Regions from separate parts of the Sus scrofa genome. Here region 2 is linked to region 1. Evidence: chromatin contacts called from public HiChIP or PLAC-seq data. All regions are on one chromosome and are shown on one strand. The core of a region is the stretch at or near the end of the contact, and the rest is flanking DNA. Distances in the headings are between cores, read along the strand shown. Region 1 has its middle 48 kb from the start of IFNGR1. Region 2 has its middle 30 kb from the start of IL20RA.

What was found. HiChIP or PLAC-seq counts read pairs in DNA pulled down with a chosen protein or histone mark.
Region 2: a contact with region 1 is called in an H3K27ac HiChIP or PLAC-seq map of skeletal muscle, with 4 times the contacts expected there. The contact joins two enhancer-like sites. A contact is called at or near these places in 7 of 47 Hi-C or Micro-C datasets (alveolar macrophages, embryonic fibroblasts, heart right ventricle and 3 more) and 2 of 2 datasets of contacts at active chromatin or transcription factors (alveolar macrophages and skeletal muscle).

What each region holds. Positions count from the first base shown.
Region 1 is chr1:26,986,145-26,991,660 of Sscrofa11.1, forward strand. No RefSeq gene overlaps it. Among named protein-coding and RNA genes, the nearest start is that of IFNGR1, 48 kb to the right of the region's middle. Within about 2 kb of position 2,962, at least 18 of the 83 cell types and tissues checked have an H3K27ac peak or open chromatin away from gene starts, as enhancers often do. A contact at or near this core is called in skeletal muscle, where this site is marked.
Region 2 is chr1:27,104,932-27,110,447 of Sscrofa11.1, forward strand. No RefSeq gene overlaps it. Among named protein-coding and RNA genes, the nearest start is that of IL20RA, 30 kb to the right of the region's middle. Within about 2 kb of position 3,005, at least 24 of the 83 cell types and tissues checked have an H3K27ac peak or open chromatin away from gene starts, as enhancers often do. A contact at or near this core is called in skeletal muscle, where this site is marked.

The DNA.
Region 1 (5,516 bases), core at 1,712-4,211:
AATAAACAAATGCACAGACATAAGGCCTGTGAACCTCAGCTCTCTCATCCGTAACCTGATTTCATTCAGGTCTCACCAGCTGCTCGTGTAGATGAGGTCACACTTCCTTCCAATGACACATACTTCCTTGGCGAGTGTCCCCTCCAGCTCACTTAGGGTTTCCTGTAAGTTCTACAGCTCCCTGCCACAACCCCCCGCACCCAGAGGCCTCCTGGTGTGCTTCACCTGTGCTTATTTGCAAATACATTAGTTTACTTCCCACTGTCAAGGGCACCGCCCCTCCTTCACATCACACTGGGAGCTCTTTTGATCTGTCCTCCTGCTCTACTGGGCTTGGAAGAAGCCCTGCTGAATACAGGGGTGCCCATCAGGTAAAGCATTGCCTATACCGGAAATGAACTTCATAAGTACGTAAATCTAAAAACCTCTACCCTGACCTGAGTCTCTAAGGGCAGGAAGTCTATGCAAACCACCTCTAGAGAAGTGGGTTTCCACCTGCAGGGTGCATGAGGATCATCTGGTGAGCTGTTGAACATGCAGGCTCCTGAGCCTCATCTGGGTCTCTCCAGTGGATTTCTGGTGTTGAAGGTCCATGGGCCACCTGAAAAGTGTCTGGTGGATTGTGATGGGGGGGGGGTGCCAGCCTGTCGGAAGCAACCACAGTGTGTTCTCAGTCATTTCTGGACCTTTCCTTGGATAGCAGGGTGCAGGCCACCATGCAGCTCAGCCTGGGAAGGGCCAGTCTGTCATCAGGAGCTCACCTGCCTCAGGTTCTCGGTTTACTAGCCATGATTAAAATGTCCTCGGATAGTGAGTAGTCTGAGGTGTAAATGGAGAGGGTCCTGGATCGTCATCATTTTTTCTCCTCCTGTATTCCTTAAGCACATCTATTTGCCCATTCCCTCACAGCTGAAACTGTTAGAGGCTACAAGCTCCTTTCAAGGAGATTAAACCCCAAAGCCTCTGGCCGGGTCTCACTGTGATGTCTCTTGCCCACCTCGAGTAGCCTGAGCTGCTCATTCCCTAGGAATGGGGTCCATTCTTCACCCTCCTCTATATAACCTGTTCCCATGCAAACAAGGTCTCCTGCCTGAAACCAACTGGAAGATCAAATAGGCCCCATCCAGAGATCAAGCAACGCTCAGCCCTTAGGCAGGGGCAGGGTATAGGGGGCTGGGGCAGAAGAAATCAGTGGGTCCCCACTCAGGTCCTCAGGATGAGGATATAAAACAACTATAAATTGAGGCAGGCCCCCTTTTTTACTCTCACTGTCTCAAAATGTACTTTCACTTTAATAAATTTGTAAAATGCCCACCATTTCAATGCTTTGCTACAGTAGCGCAAGGACCAAAGGAAAACTGCAATGTTATCATTCTGGTACAAATTCTCTCAAAACCATGCAGTGATCAGAGATTCTTTCTTCTTTCTTATTCCCAGCATGTGACTGCTCACCAAAGCCTGGCTAATCTCCCGCCTGAGTCCCCTTTAAATCTGCCCTGATGCTCCACTGGTCTGCAACTGCTCAGTTTAGGCAGCACCTTCTCTTGTCCAGACTATCAAGATCAACTTCCAACCCCTCTCTCTGCCTCCAGTACCTTCTTTACCATCAAAATCTAACCTCTAGATCGAGGGATTTATCAGAAATGCAAATCTGTCATCCTGTTTCTCGTCGTTCCCTAAAGCAGTCATTTCCCCCCATAATATCGTACAAAACCCCCACATAACAAAATGATAAAACTGGAGCTGCTCAGCTGAAGGAGACTCGTGAGATGGGTTAATGGGAGGAGGGGGAACAGACCTCCACGCACCCACTCAGCCTTCCTGGGGTCTCCCCCAGCTTTCCCGACAGCCCTGGCAGCCGTTCTGAGCAACCACATCCACAGAACCAGCAGTATCCATGGAACTCTGTTTGAAAACCCCATCTCTAAAAGCTAAAATCATACTTCCCTGCATAGCAAGAAAGGCCACCTGTAATCTAACCTCCACTCACTGCCCCAACTCCATCCCCTCTCGTCATTCCCTAGAGACCCTCTGAGCTCTGCAGCTGTGCTGACAGTGGGGCAGTCACTAGTCACATGCACATTCTTTAGATTTCAATTAAATTAAATAATTAAATTAAAAACCCAGTCCCTCTGTCTCAAGTGCTCCAGAGCCACAGGTGTCCAGTGGCAGCTCCGATGGGCATCACCAGATGCAGAATATTTCCACCTCTGCAGTAAGATTTATTGGACAGCGCTGCTCTGGAGATCCCAAAGTACCTGCAGTTCCCCGAACCCCACCCGCTTTCTCACAGTCTAGAGATTTCTCTATCCTCTCTGTTAAGCATCATTTTCTCTCTGTTCTCTATCTGGTAAATTCCGCACGTTTTTCAAGAGTCTGTCTGGAGAAGCCTGCCTTTGGGAACCTTCCCCTAATGTTCCAATCTCCTATCTCATTCAGGGACGTGGCTTGAGCATTGGCTTCTTTCTTCTCTGAACATTTTATCTGCAGAAATCCTTTTAAGCTCCTGCCAGGGCTGGTGGAAAATAGTGAAGAGATCCAGCCCTCTTCTCACGGTTTTATAATTATTTGCTTGGCCGTGTATATTGTAATCAGACTGGGAGCAGAGATATTTTAACTCATTTTCATAATCAAAGCAATCAATAAATACTCATTACATTCATAAAGGATGGAGACTAATCAGGTTACTATATACATTTGCGTGAAAATGATAATCACCATGGAAGTGGTGACTGTTGTAGGCAGATAATGACCACTGCTCCCGCAAGGAGGTCCCCATCCCATCACTCAGAATCTTGCAAGATTGTTAAGCCTTATTCAGGTTGGCCAATGGCATCACAATGTAACCCTTCAAACTGGAAGAAGGAGGCAGAAGAGACGTTCAGAATAATGCAATGTGAGAAGGCTTCAATCTGCAGTCGCTGGCACTGACGTGGCGGAAGATGGCCATGAGCCAAGGAATGTGTGTGGCCTTTAGAAGCTGGAAATACGAGAAAACAGACTCTCCCCCAGAGCCTCCAGATAGGAACATAGGCTGCCTGCCCCTGGCTTTTCTTCCACTGAAACCCATTTCAGACTTCTGACCTCCAGAACTATGAGAAAATACGTTTGTGCTGTTTTCAGCTGTTGTGTTTGTAGTCATTTGTTAGAACATCAAAAGGACATGGATACAGTGGAGTTAAGAAGGGAAGGGTCCCTGACCTGGGAATCTTTGCATGCTACAGGCATGGCCAAAAAAAAAAAAAAAAAAAAAAAAAAGCATTAATACAGAAAAGAAGAAAAAAAAAAAAAAAAAGGTACATTTAACTAGGGGATTTGTCAGCCCTGGGATCCTGGAGTCCAATGTGGGAAGGAAGCCCCATTGCCACACAATGAGGACATCATCACGGGACCCCACACAGAGAGGACATGTCCTGGGCTCTGGGTTTAGTCTGAGAATCACGGTCAGGTGTGAGGGGGTTTCACCAGACCCCTGGAGCTGGTGATCACAGTACAGGCAGGACGAGAACTTCTTTTGCAAGGCAATCACCCAGCTCTAACACCTAGTCTAGACTTTAACCTCTTTGAGAGCCGAGAAAATGAACAAATACTTTCTAAAAGTGCACAAGTATTTAGCCTGTTGCATGAATTAGAAAAATATGTACCGCGTGGCCTATAAAAACACTGTAGAGCTTCCACAAGCACAGTGGAAATTTTATTTTGTACAGTGTAAATGGAGTAAGTTATGTTATAACTCTACCTGTGCAGGCAATGGAGAAGCTTCTAGTCAGAGAAACTATAAATATTTACCATCTATTTCCTAGTCAGAGTTTCAATATGAATCGAATAATTTTCTATGATGTTGTTGTGTTTTGGTAAAGGCATTTGTCTAACTAATATCTTTTATCCCGGGAACCATTCCTTTGGATGCTGGGAGGAAAAGCCTGGCCACAGTCTAGCAGTGGAGATGGAGCTGAGAAGTGTTAGCAGTGTCTTTGCACTTTAACTTGGGAAAAGTTTCTAAACTTCTCAGGAGGTGATGATTAAAGCCTGTCTTGAAGGAAAAGGAGATGTCTGCCAGGTGAAGAAGGTGGGGTCGGGGTGTCTCCAGGAACACACGGAGGAGGGTGGCACTGCTGGCGATGAGCGTTAGCCTGAAGCATGGTTCTGGGTGTGGCTAATTCAGTCCTTCAGCCTTCCGGGGCAGAGTGTAGGTGAAGGAGGGAGGGAAGCGAGGAGAGAGCGCCTAGAAGGAAGCTGAAGGTCAAATCTTTGAGAAGCCATGTATTCCCTGCTATAATCAGGGCCCCTAAAGGTTTTTTGTTTTTTTTTTTAACTTTATTGGGGTATAGTTGACTTACGATGTTGTATTAGTTTCAGGTGCACAGCAAAGTGAATCAGTTATGCATATACATATATGCATTTTTTTTTGTCTTTTTATCTTTTCTAGGGCTGCACACGTGGCATATGGAGGTTCCCAGGCTAGGGGTCTAATCAGAGCTGTAGCTGCCGGCCTATGACAGAGCCACAGCAACTCAGGATCCAAGCTGTGTCTGCAACCTACACCATAGCTCACAGCAGCAACCTACACCATAGCTCACAGCAACGCCGGATCCTTTACCTACTGATCAAAGCCAGGAATAGAACCTGCAACCTCAAGGTTCCCAGTTGGATTCATTAACCATTGAGCTATGATGGGAACTCCCATACATCCATTCTTTTTCAGATTCTTTTCTCATACACGTTATCACAGAGTATCGAGTAGATTTCCCTGTTCTGTATAGTAGGTCCTTGCTATTTATCTATTTTACATAGAGTGGTGTATATATGTAAATCCCAACCTTCTAACTTAAAGGGGTCTATACAGTAGGTCCTCGTTATTTATCTATTTTGTATATAGTAGTGTGTATATGTTACACACCCAGCCTCCTAATTTAAAGGGGTTTAAGCATGGAAGCACCCCTATTAGAATTGCAGCTTAGGAAGGGCAAGCTGACAGTCACCGCCCAAGAGAAGGCTACGTGGTAAGATGAGGACGCAGTGTCAGTGATGGTGGAATTCACAATAGATGAAGGCAAGTAGTCACACAGGAGAGATGTTAATGAGGCATAGTGCGAGCAAGAGCCCCAGCACTTGCTTATCAGTTTGCTTAGGGAGGGCAAGGCAAAGGTTTTCTGTTGGGGGGCGGGGAGGGGATGCCACTGAAATAGGAAAAGCTGGCTGTGGACCCTCTGAATCATAGAGGTGCCTGTGTAGCAGAGCGTCCCATCAGCAGTTAGATATCTGTGCTGAAGCTCAGCCAAGTACACTGGATTCAAACGATTGACCAAGGAGGTACCAATAAATATGCATCACTGAAGCTAGTCTCTGCATAATTATATCTATCAGTTACTGCTTCTTAAGAACTAGGATCTGAGGAGGACTTTGTATGCACTATTGAATTTAATCTTTACAACAGTCCTGTGATGTGCAAGTTGCTACACATTTTATTGATGAAAAATCAAATATTCGGAGAGGTTAAGTAATTAACTTACCCA
Region 2 (5,516 bases), core at 1,755-4,254, 120 kb after region 1:
TAGAAATTCCTTCATGAATCTTTGCTGTTATCATGGTTCTCATTTCGTCCTTGAAACAACTCTGTAAATTGGCATTGTTTTACCCATTTCAAGAAAGAGTGAGGCCAGGCTTTCTGAGGTCAAGTGCAGGGGTATCTAACTGAACTACTGTTTGGACAAAGATTGGTCAGACTCTACCAACTGTGTTTTTCCCAGCACAATTCTCCTCCTAAGACTGGAGAATTCAACAAGACTCATCATAAAATTCAATAATATTCCACATCAGAAAGTTGTTTTCAATAGTTTGTAGGGTTGCATTTTTTGTCCTTTGGGGTGGATAGGGAAATAAACTGCTAAATATGACTCTGATTGGTAGGAAGAAGGATAGTCTGAGATCGTCAGATTATTCAAAATTAAAGAGATGTTTTAAAAGAGCTATCATACTAAGAGTAATATTTTACCTGCAAAAAAAGAGTTAAAACTAAAAAAATTTACATTAGAATGATATGCCTTCTTTTCTTTGATGTTATCCAACTTAAAAGTTTTCTAATATCTGGAGGCAAGTATGCCTATAAATTGCAAATCTAAAATTCTAAGCCTGAACTCCAAAGCATGTTATTGAGTGGAATGCTATAAAAGCAACCCAGCTGTTACCATCGTTTGCTACAAACAGAGGTGTCTCAAAATGGCTTCAAGTGACTTACAAATATCGGGGATGCAAGAAAAAGAAATTTGTTTGTTTCTACTATTTCACGATGTGAGATACATTCTCTTTATTCGATTTTGCTGCCTACATTTTTTTCTTGGTTTATTTTTGAAAGATAGCATCCTTTTCACTATTTTCCAAACATTTGTATGTGAAGAGTTCATAAGAGGAGGGGTTGCTGCAAAGCGTGTCTCTGCTTGGGATAGAAAAGTTATTTCAGACTTTAAAATGATTTCAAATATATTTAGCTATTAGAAGGAAAAAAACACCATGCAAAAACATTGCATTCAAAGAGAGGTTTTTAAGTAAAGGGAGGTGAATTCTTGAGTTTCCAAGAATTCATCTCATTTTAACTTTTTTTAGGTACTCCAATGCAAATGTGTCTGTAACCATTGCCAACTTGAAGTGACGCACCTTGAATTGAAAGCATATTATTGAACGGGACACTATAAATGTGATCACAGCTGTTTCCTTACATGCTTCAAAACGTAGGTGTCTTAACATGGTGCGCCAAGTGGCTTTTAAATATTGACGATGCAAGAAACATTAATTTGTTTTATGGACCTGGGCACTGCAGGGATTTGTCAAGGCTTCAGATTTCACTGCTAGTAAAAGCTCTAAGTTGAGCCGCCCCTTACCACCAATCTCTTTACCTTGGACCTCCCCCAACTCCACTTTTCCAGCACAATAGACAGTTGAACCCCAGCATAATCAACCAATTGTATAAGACGGCTTATCATCAACCTAGAATATAGATGATACAAACGTCTTTCCATATTACGTGAGAGCAAACCTATTTTCATCAGACATTTATAAGGTCAACTCTTCTGACCTCTTTGTTCCCAAGGCAAGGGCAGAGAGGGCGGGCAGCAGGGAAGAGCAAGAGGAAAAAATTCACCTTTCCAAGTTCAGGGTGCTTTAGAACCAGGCATTACACATTTGCCATGTGGAGAGAAAGAGAGCGAGGGAGAGAGAGGAAGGAAATGGGAGTTCTCTGTCGAGAAAAGCGTCCTAGCGAGTGTGATAAGAGCAGTTTGGGGAAATAAACAACAGTGGTTTGGAGTTTGTTTCACTTTGCTCATTTGTTTCTAAGATACTGGTTTCAAATCACAATGAACATTTCAAAACTAAGTGAAACTTGACTTTAGAAACTGAGCATATGACCTTCAAGATCATCTAAAGGGAAAAATCCTACAATGGCTAGTGGTCACGTGGTATTGCTATGTGATTTATGCTTAGGAATCTGTGTTTTAACATTGAAGCGTGTCAACCACACACACAAACATTCCCAGTGTTTCTGCTGCCCTCATGCTAATGGTTTCAGAGGTATTTCCCTTCAAGTTTCTTGGAGGTCTGGTGGGGGTGGGGAATCAGAGAAGAAGCAGCTGGCCCCATGGGAAAGAGAGCTTGGGTGCAGCCTTGTGAGCTGGAAGAAAGATAAGCCAGGACCCAGCTATCTCATCCAGGCAGCCCAGGTGGGTGAGTGCCCACAGCCACCCTCAGACAATCTTCTTGGCCCCAAACTGCAGTCTGGTTGAAACCCAGCTTTCTGTGCCAAGGAATTTATTTATACTGGAATATCCAGAAACCAGCCTCCTTTTGATTTATCCAGCGTTCTTTTCACAATCATCGATTTTTTGTGGAATAAAACTCAGGAGAAACTCAACAATCCACCAGCCAGAATCCTTCTTGAACTAGTAAATTTGCATATTTACTATAAAATTTAAGGTTGAAGCTTGCACACTTCAGTGTTTCTGCCACTAGCAACGACAGATGATTTCTGGCTAATTTAAAGTCAACAGGAATTTGCTCCAAGGATACAAATTAGTTCCTGGAATTGTTTGGGAGAACTGTGTTTAGGCCAAAAATAAGGTCAGCAAAGCCCAGCAGACGTCCCGCTGAACTCTGCTCATCCTGGGCACACCCTGCCATGCCACCAGCCTCACGGCTGCCATCACAAATAATATTTAAGTGGCCCTAAGCCCAGCCCCAGTGGGACCACCAGACTGGCCACCCACCCATGCTCTAGCAGCCAGTGGTCAAGAGTAGAGAAGGGATCTGGAGATCCCTCTGTGGCATAATGGAATCTGCTATGTCTCTGCAGCTCCTGGATGCAGGTTCAATCCCGAGCCCGGCACAGTGGATTAAAGGCAGCTGCAGCAGAGGTAGCAACTGTGGCTCAGATCTGATCCCTGGCCGGGGGAACTCCATATGCCACAGGGCCAAAAAAAGAAAAAACAAACAAACACAAAAAGAAAAAGGATCTGCCTCCCTCTGGCTTCCACTGGGGTAGGGCAATCCCAGTCTCCCAACCATTTTTGGATCCTCCCCAAATAAGAAAGACACTGGGTAGGGCTTTCTGATCAGCACCTCACCTACACTCTCATTTAACTATGACAAATGCAACATCCCTGTTTTAAAGATGAGAAATTGAAGTTCAGACCAGTTGTCCATAAGGATGAGATCCAGGGTACTGAAGTACCATCCCCAAAATCAAAGATCTGTGAAATTGTGTAGAATCTAATTTGAATGAGAGGCATGTTTGAGTGTATTTTCTTTGAAAAGGGCTGATCTAAATGTGTTATAGGTGACATTACCCTTGGCCAAATCATAGGTTAAATAAAAACACCTTTTCTTCAAACACACTCGTATCATATATAGTTCGTGAATCTTTAAGAAGCAGTTAGAGCCTATTCTATTTCAGAAGCTGAAGACCTAACCTTCTTCACGCTGATCTGTCAACTTATCTGAAAATATGGGAGGAATAAGTTTCTCCTAGTTTGGAATAGGAAATTTATGGCTTAAAGATATGCAGAGGGGTTCAGGTTTTTGCCTCTCAGTGGCCCGGCAGCACACTACTGACCCCCTGTGGCCGCATTTCAAAGTGCCATCTTCAACTTCAACCCAGCTGCTGAGGGCCAAACAGCAACCGCTGCAGAGTTCCCCTGAATAACATGGTCCCTGTGCTCCTGTGTCATCATTGGGGAACCAGTTGTCACTGTACATTATACTAGAATGTGGAATTACTGAGATAATAATCCCAGATTTGCTCTGCCCAAAAGCACAGTCCTCAGCCTGAGAATTTGTCCATTTCTGCCCACAGCACTTCTACTGCATTTGTTTGCATTCATGGCACACCTTTTCTAGCTGAGCCATCTGATGAGCACTTTACCTACACTGTCTCATTTGGTCACTGCAATAATTGTGTTAACTTCATTTTACAGATGAGAAGTTGAAGTTCAGAGATGAGTTATTTGAACCCCTCCGATGCATAAAAAGAGATTTTGAAAAAAGGATTCAAATCTTCCTCCCCATCTTCAAGGTCTGCTAACATCTCCATTAAGGCTCTGATAACTATTTTTCCCACAGGAATTTCACCTCTTTGGGACTTTCATACCTAGCACATTCTGTATTATCTTTATGTGTGTGGTAAAAACTTTGGGTGGTGGCTGGATGGGAGGAAATGTGGGTTTGGAAACACAGAACAGAAAATCTTTCCAGGCGGGGCTCTGCACATGTAGTAGGAGAGAACAATAGTGACAGTGACAACTGACATTTAGCAACAACTCACTGTGTGCTGGGGACGAGACGTCTCAAAAGGCTTCACGTGCTCTAATGATTAAATCTTTATGCCAACCCCACAATGTAGGTATTATTAATATCTTTGTTTCAAGAGTAACAAAACTAAGGCACTGGGAAGTTAAATAAGTTGTTGTTATGAGTTGAATTATGTCTCCTAAAAATTCATGTGTTGAAGTCCTGATACCCAGAGCCTCTGAATGTGAGAAACAAGGTCACCGAAGATGTAATTAAGATAAGGTCATGTTGCAGGAAGGTGAGCTCCAACTGCAATACAACTGGATTCTTATAAAAAGAATGCCATGTGAAGAGACAGCCACATGCATAGGGAGATGCCATGTAAAGATGGGAGTCCTGCTGCCACAAGCCGAAGAACGCCAAACTGGCCAGCAAACCACCAGCAGCCAGAGGAGAGGCCTGCAACCAATCTGCCCTCACAGGCTTCAGAAGAAACAAACCCTGTCAACCCTTGATTTTGGATGTACAGCCTCCAGAACTGTGAGATGATACCTTTCTGTTGTTCTAGGCCAACCCAGTTTGTGGAGCTTTGTTCAGCAGCTCTAGGAAAATGGTACAGTTGTGTCATAGCTCCTTAGTGGTGAAGCCAGAATAAAAAAAAAAAAAAAAAAAAAAAAAAAAAAAAAACCCTGGGAGTGGGGCTGGGCTTTGGGTTCTAAGAACATTTATCATGTCCAAAATTCACTTCTATGAAATTTCAAAACCCAACTGTCTTTATTACTAGAATTACAGTTTGGGTTATAAATGACTTCAGACATCAAATGACATGCATTCAGTAGTATATAGGTAAAGGCCTCAAAACCAGCTTGCTGGGGAGAAAAGGCCCCAATTTGTAGATCTTGCCAATTTCTATGGTGCAATTATTTCTCTCATGGCCACTTTGAAGTTGACACCACTAAACTTGAAGCTGGGAAGAGATGAGGATAATCAGCTCCTGTAAGTGTGTTCTGACATTTTACTGGTCCAGGACATGGAAGGCATGGCCCAATTTTAAGCTGGTATTCTTCATCCTCTTGAGTAAGTCCATACTGCTTTAAGAATATGATACAAGAATTTTGACACTTTTTGAATTATTATTAATTTTTCCAAACATTTTTTTCAGAATGAATTCTACTAGACCTCTAGACAACATGAAGACTCATGAAGAGAACATTGTGTATGAGATACATAATGATCCATAATTGTTGAATAAATGCCTGACTTTCTTTACATCTTAAAAATCAATGTTATAATC